Linked DNA regions of Acanthopagrus latus: region 2 is linked to region 1. Evidence: chromatin contacts called from public Hi-C data. All regions are on one chromosome and are shown on one strand. The core of a region is the stretch at or near the end of the contact, and the rest is flanking DNA. Distances in the headings are between cores, read along the strand shown. Region 1 holds the start of LOC119016728 (solute carrier family 66 member 2). Region 2 holds the start of adck5.

What was found. Hi-C and Micro-C count contacts between places; a contact is called where the count stands out from the background.
Region 2: a contact with region 1 is called in a Hi-C map of muscle, with 4 times the contacts expected there. The contact joins the promoter of adck5 here to the promoter of LOC119016728 in region 1. A contact is called at or near these places in 4 of 4 Hi-C or Micro-C datasets (liver and muscle).

What each region holds. Positions count from the first base shown.
Region 1 is chr3:22,338,157-22,341,632 of fAcaLat1.1, forward strand. It overlaps LOC119016728 (solute carrier family 66 member 2), which reads left to right and starts at 1,821. Exons shown (of 6, transcript XM_037092922.1): 1 at 1,821-2,490; 2 at 2,712-3,024. The coding sequence starts at 2,822.
Region 2 is chr3:22,498,804-22,502,279 of fAcaLat1.1, forward strand. adck5 reads left to right here and starts at 1,727. Exons shown (of 15, transcript XM_037092315.1): 1 at 1,727-1,870. ctdp1 (RNA polymerase II subunit A C-terminal domain phosphatase) reads right to left here and starts at 1,464. Exons shown (of 13, transcript XM_037092313.1): 1 at 878-1,464. The coding sequence starts at 1,173.

The DNA of each region.
Region 1 (3,476 bases), core at 571-3,070:
ACCTCTCTGAGTCGAGACAAACGGACTACACGCCACACACCGAACCTGAGCCACCTCAAAGTGAAGGTTACCAGCTGTGGCCACAGTGGATGTAGCTGGTTTTTTTTAAAGGATATTTTTGGACTCCAGCTGTTCAGACACCGCCTGGAATCGTCCCTGCAGTCTCTCCATCGTCTTCTCCATCTACAGGGAGAGAAAACCGTCAAAAACAACAAGTATCTTACAGGACAGAACGTCGGCTCACACCGGATAAATTTACCGCCTCTGTCATGTCTGCAGCTGCTTTGCTGTCTGTTTTTGACATCGTTTCTTCAGGAGCAACAGAGATTAGAACGAGAGTCTAAACCTCGGCCAAACAACCTGAATAATGCCGTTTGTTTGGTGTAACTGAGACGGGGCCACGACAGTAAAAATCCCAACTGGGCTTCCCCCCAGGAACGTTAGCTGTGACTCCCATAACTTTGCGGCGAGTTCAGTCGGGGGAATGAAAACTATACGACTTCCGCTCGTGTCTATCATTTCAAAATAAAGGTCAAGTGATAAAGCATTGCTGCCTTTTTTCTGCTTTGGTGAGGTACTACTCAGTTTTGTGTTATTCCGATAACATCACATTTCACTGTCAGTTTATATGTTAATTTCTACAATAAATAAGGGCTTAATTCAAATACATACAACTCAAGCATGTCACACTAGTATATTTCAGCAAAGGAACATGACTGACACCTTCAATCATAGTTTTCACGTGAAAAATGTATGATTACAATTCATATCAGATGTGCTTTATTTACTTTATATCTTAAGTCTAGAAAACCCAATTCAAATCGTGAAGTGACCTTGATCCGAAATGGCAAAGACTAAATCAAATCCGGTGTTCGATTCGTCCTCTGCCACGACACCACGACACGTTTCCTGCAAGCTTCATAGTTAGCGCATTTATTGTGAAGGTATCTGTTATTGAATATCCGGTCCCGTGCTGACTTACTTTGCTGGACTTGACTTTGACATCCGCGGGGATCTGTATGCATGGAAGCATATGGGCAGAGCGTTTTATTAACTCTTTGTAAACTGGTTGATCCCGTCAGGCAGGTCTCTGTGTCTGTCTACCCCCAAACTGAAGCTCTGTTTTTTTTTTTACGTAAGAGATTATCCTGGATCAAAGTGACAGCTGAGAGATGAGAGGTTGTCTGCTCTGAGGGTTATATAACTTTCATTAAGCCTTTTTAAATCTTTATAATCTGGATTTTGTGTCGGTGACAGTCTGAATTCACTCCCGCTGAATATGTTAAAAACCTTAACACAGTAAAAAGGCATCTCAATTTGAACTGCAGCGCTCCTGTTATTTGTATGGCACTGCCGTGGTGTGCAAAGCAATAAGCCAACTAAAATAAACCAGGTTGCATGAAATATTCAACAAGGTGCAGCTCAGCTGTAAGAGCAAGAACAGGCAGAGTAAGATTCCTCACTTCAGTACAATTTTCATTGCCTGTAGTAGGGTTGGATTCATTTACAGGAGCGGTCACAGGAAAAAAAAATGGTGTGGGCCACATGCAGGACTGGAGCCCCTAGATAAAAACTAACATTAACTGGTTAGAAAGTATTAACTTTATTCTAGAAAAGCTAAATAATTCTAAAATCTATAAATGTGACTTTGAATTACTTGAAGGGGGTTTTATCCATACAGATGTACGCCTTTTTTTCAGAGCAGGTATTATGATAGCCTATATATGACCTGCCAAGGGACTGCAGATGTAAACTCTGGTGCAATGCATCAAATGGCAACATTTATGTTTAATATTGAACATGGTCCCTCTACAAATGAAGATCACCAACTGACCATCATTCAGAATAGGAATACAAATAGCCAAAATTCTTCCTGATGGTCCTGGTGTTATTTTGAGGCATCAGTATTACACTGAGCCTGTTTCCTAGTTAAAGTTCCTTGTGGTACATGTATGCACATATTTAATCATGTGTTCCACCGCTGTTTTGTTTTTGTTTTTTTAAGAAAAAGCCTAATTAATAACCGTTTGCCCTCCATCATTTCCCAAACTGCTGATACAGTCACACTGTGAGTTCAGAAATCCCTGCTTTGAGCTGCGGACCGCTTACACGACAGTTTTAGGTGGTGTGTGAACTCTCTTGTCCGAGTCGATCATCTTTGTCGTCACGCGTGACGTGTGACGTTTCAGGAAGTGTGGGCTGGACCATATAACAGAAATACACCGAGTATGGGCCACTTGCCGAACAAACTATTATGATATAAGAACCCTGGACAACAAAAATGCGGTTTGTTGTAATTTTCCTGCAGATTTCAAGGGCTTTCTATACTATTTCAGGAAAACTGAGAGTTTCTTCTCGTGAGTTCGGCGCAGCTTTTCAAAACAGCGCCAGCTAGCATCAACAGAAGTGTTGAATCAGAGAACTGGGACGTTTTGAGCAGATAAGCATCTACAGTCGTCTCCTCCACAGCAAATTTCGCCGCTTCCTGTTGTAAGCATTGTTTTTCCGCTGGCACCGTAGCTAACACGTTGATGTTCTCACTGTTTGGACTGTTCTCCGATGTTACTGTATCGTTAGCCCCCGGGGGTCGTCGTTTCGGATTCACTGCTCGGCTTGTGATGGCGTGGCAGTAGCTTCTTCTTTGTCCGTGTGAGGATTATGCACGAAACTCACGGATGTTTGTTTTGTTACACTGTCAAACTCGTTTCAAGGATCCAGCCGAGGAGAAACACCTCGTCGTAGTCTCCGCTGAGGCAGTGACAGCCAGCTGACATCACTTCACAACTTCTCGGCCAGGTGTTGGACTGCTGAGCTGCTCAACATGGATGATGAGCTATTCGAACAGATTGTGGCTGTGTTTAACAGCCTGGTGTCGTGGGTGGCTGCTGGTGCCATGGTGTTCGGTGGGGTGGTGCCCTACATCCCCCAGTACAGAGACATCCGCAGGACCCAGAACGCAGAGGGGTTCTCCACCTATGTGTGCCTGGTTCTCCTGGTGGCAAACATCCTGAGGATACTCTTCAGGTGACGAGTTATTCCCTCTTTGTTGCACTGTAACAAAACTCCATTTGGAAATCACTCAATTTAATACTCTTTTGCACAAGAGCCAAATTGGATACATTATGAAACAAGTAATGAGATGTTCAGTAATCAGCAGGATATTCTTTGAAATTCGGCTTTAAGGAAAACATCATAGGAACTTCAATTGCATTGAAACTGAAGATTTAGTTCTCACTGTTGTCTTCGTGCTTAACTGGTGGACTCATTTTGTGACCCAAAAGTGAACTCCAAACACAATTTACCCCTGCTATAAGTTCACTGAATAACAGCAATCATTTGTTTCAGTTAAACATTGGTTGCTAATTTTTCATGAAAGGTGTATAATTGATCCTAAAGTAAAACTGTAATACTAAACACACAAAGTCAAGAGATGTGACAAACAGGAGGTCTGAAAACTGTCTGCTGCAAGTACAAAC
Region 2 (3,476 bases), core at 477-2,976, 160 kb after region 1:
AGCGGCATGGCAAATGATTTAACTGTAATCAACTTCAATCAAAACAGAGCTGTTATGATATCAGATATGTTTAATTAAAGACTCCATGTTAACATTCAAATATACAACGCATTTCATGTGAGGTACACTTGACTGACGCGCAATTTTAAGACCAAAAAGCTGAAGCTGAAAGAGATAATTCAAATATGTGCTTGTTTGTTCATCCGCAGCTGTTGTAAAATAATCTACTGTTGTTCTGAAACAAAAAGCGTCCATGTGGAAGCAGGAGTAACGACTGTCGTGTCAGATCCACTGGGACATCGGGAGACTCGGATCAGTCCTCCACCTGTCAACCTATGCAGCATGTACACACTCCGTGCACGCGAGGGGCGACTGCGTCAAGGCAAACACAACGAGACGGCGCTTCACGTGATCGTGCCTTCAAAATAAAGGCGCAAGAAATCTTTAGCCTGTAAACTTGGCTGCACGTACATTCAAGAGACCGTTCAAGAAAACGTATAATGTTAGCCGAATTTCTGTTTGCAGCTGGTTCTCATTTTCAACTGGTTTAGAGATCCGAAAAAGATCCAGAAACAGACTATCTAACTCAATGCACTTTTATTTTGAAAGCTGTATCCCAAAGTCTCCTTGTTTGTTTTGACTGACTTGACATGAACAAGTGCTGTGAGTGATTTGGGTACTGCTAGCAAACAAGCTAACGTTACTTAGCACCTATATGTAACAATGTTAGCTCGCTAGCTAGCTAACGTTGCACTACGGGTTGAGCCTGAAGCTGGAAAAGCAGTACCAAAACTGCAGCTGACATGCTGCTTGTAGCCTTTCCCGGCAATGGCTGGGTCAGTGAACATAGTTAGCTATAGCAAGCAGAGTGACTCACCCCGGGGGTATGACTTGTCCAAGTTGACAGCATAGCTCCTTGACTACTCCAGCACGGTCCGATTTCACCTTCTTCTCTGGCAGCCTGGAAGCCTCTGCCCCCTTCTCCTGAGGTATGGGAGCACACAGTGCCAACACGGAGTCCACGTTAATTAGAGACCCGGGTTTGACTTTCCACTCCAGGAGTCGTAGAGGGAGAGCCCCGGTCGGCCAGCAGATATCTGCCACCTGCACCGCGGGGCCCTCCGCTGCTGCACCGCCGCCACCACCACCAGAATCTGCAGGAGGATCCTCCATCTGCCCCGCACTCTCAAAAAACCCCTCTAGTTTTCAGCAACGGCCCGCCTAAAAGGTACCCTCAAGACCTCGCAATGCCCCGTGTATCATTAAAACGTGCAAACCAATAAGCATGAAGGAAAATTAAAAACAAATGTGCTGCCAATTTAAACCCAGTAGCTTCCACAGTCAGCTACGTTCGCTCTTCCCGCCCGTAAACAGGAAAGCGCAACACTGCAGCGACACGGGTCGCCACTGCATCCGGTGGACCATGCAGCCCGCTACAGCAAAACACACCTCCCACTCTGCTTTCAAATTAAAAGCCTTCAAAAACTACTTGGGCCATGTGGTTTATTAACATGTTAAAAAAAGAAGAAAGAAAAAAAGCAGCAATCTCACAGATATCATCTAATCATCCCATTGGTTGATTCGAGTTCTATTGTTTGTTGTTGTGATCTGTAACTGTATAGCTGTTGGGTGCCAGTGAACCGTTTTACTACCTTTATTTTGAAGGCCAATTCTTGTTTCCGGTTCCGTTGGCTGAATTTGTCTCAGTTGATACGCTGTTATTCTGTACACACTGGCAGCGATGCACTTGCGACAGCCGCAAAGAAGAACACTTTTAACATTTGGTAACACATACATTGTCCTTTAACGTGAGTCCCAACAAATCTGCCCACAAAGATCTCTATGTATGAACTCTTAAAATCGACTCTAGTTATGTCATCCTTTTTTTGTTTGTTGCTATTTTCCATGAAGCTTGATACGAGGACCGTGGAACCCACAGAGACCTAAGTGATGTAAGATGATGAAACTTAGAAATAATACTTCAACATATCTCATGTGGCACCTTTAATGGTAGTAATAGGCTTCCTTAGGTGCGTCATTATTATAAGCAATGGCACTTTTGTTACAGCCTACATTGCTGGTCCTTCAAGGTCATATCGTGTTTTAGGACTTGGGTTTTAAACAATTAAGTACATTAAAAGTACGAGGGCATGCCTCGAACCACTTCATATGACCAGTGACGCATCATCAGGTACCTCCTACCAGAGAGTGCACCACCAAGATGCATCTCTGCCCACTTAACAAACTTCACTTGAAATTGCACCCACTTTGTCAGGGCAACATTGTGTCAGTTGCCTATGCCTTTGATATTTGATATGTATATGTAATATTCATCAGAATTAGACAAATGTGATATCCAGTTCACATCATGTATCTATCAGTTGTTCTGTATATTTCAGTAAGGGGGAAGGATTAAATGTGGTTTTAAGACTTTTAACTTGGTAAACTATTTTTGTGGGTGAACCAGCTATATTGTTATTTAGTACTTTTAAATGCCTTGAATTGTCTACAGGAGATCTTTAAGTGACCACAAAAGAGAAGAAACTTTCAGCTAGAATCCATGTAATATTTCATGATTTAATTTTTCATTTAAAGGCAGAATGATGAAACAGAACTACATTAACCAATGCTTCAATAACTATTGTACATGTAGTTTTTTAAATTACAGTAATAACATGTATTCACTATCTCACAACTAGCCTTTTTTTGATACACCTTAACTCATAATTATAACAATCAATACACTGCTGTCGCTGATTATTACGATTGCACGCTCCATGCGCCAAGTATTTAAGTGTCTCTACAGAGAAAACAAACAGACTTGTGGACAAATAAAGCTCTCAGTGAACCCCAGAAAAGGTATTTTTGTCTAAATAACAAGATTCAAACGAATGCGGAAGTAAGAAGTTGGGAGCGCACCCTCTCGTTCTCGCACTCTTTGGCTAATGCTCGTGGATATGTGCTGATTAATGAAGGAGGTGGCTCTACGAGACGGCCACAACCCCAACAGGAAGGACACACTGGACAGTAATTCATCACCGTGAGAAGAGCTTTGTTACTATCCTAGGAAACATGACAGGGGAGACGAACAGAGTGGTAAATAAACGGCATTTCTATACAATTTGAGCTTGGTTTGATGGTAGCATTAGCTTAAGTTAGCGGCTTGACCAGCAGCTAGCCACGATAACTGCAATTAGCAGGTCATGTTAGCAGCAGATACCAGTGGGCTGCAGCAAGGGCACAGAGATAAAGCTGTGATCTATTTTGTGTAGAAGACGAACTCCACACATGAGAACGGTGACATGAAACTCGGAGGAGTATATTTGTCAAGGTTACAGAGCTGTATTTCCCATTACAGTTGGCAACTGCAACTTAGTTTAACAACAACAATCAGCCACATGCTCCCACAATATGAGTGTGAACGGGATTAGACCAAATATCAGCTGACTTTTGCTCCTCGTTAACTGTTGTGTTAT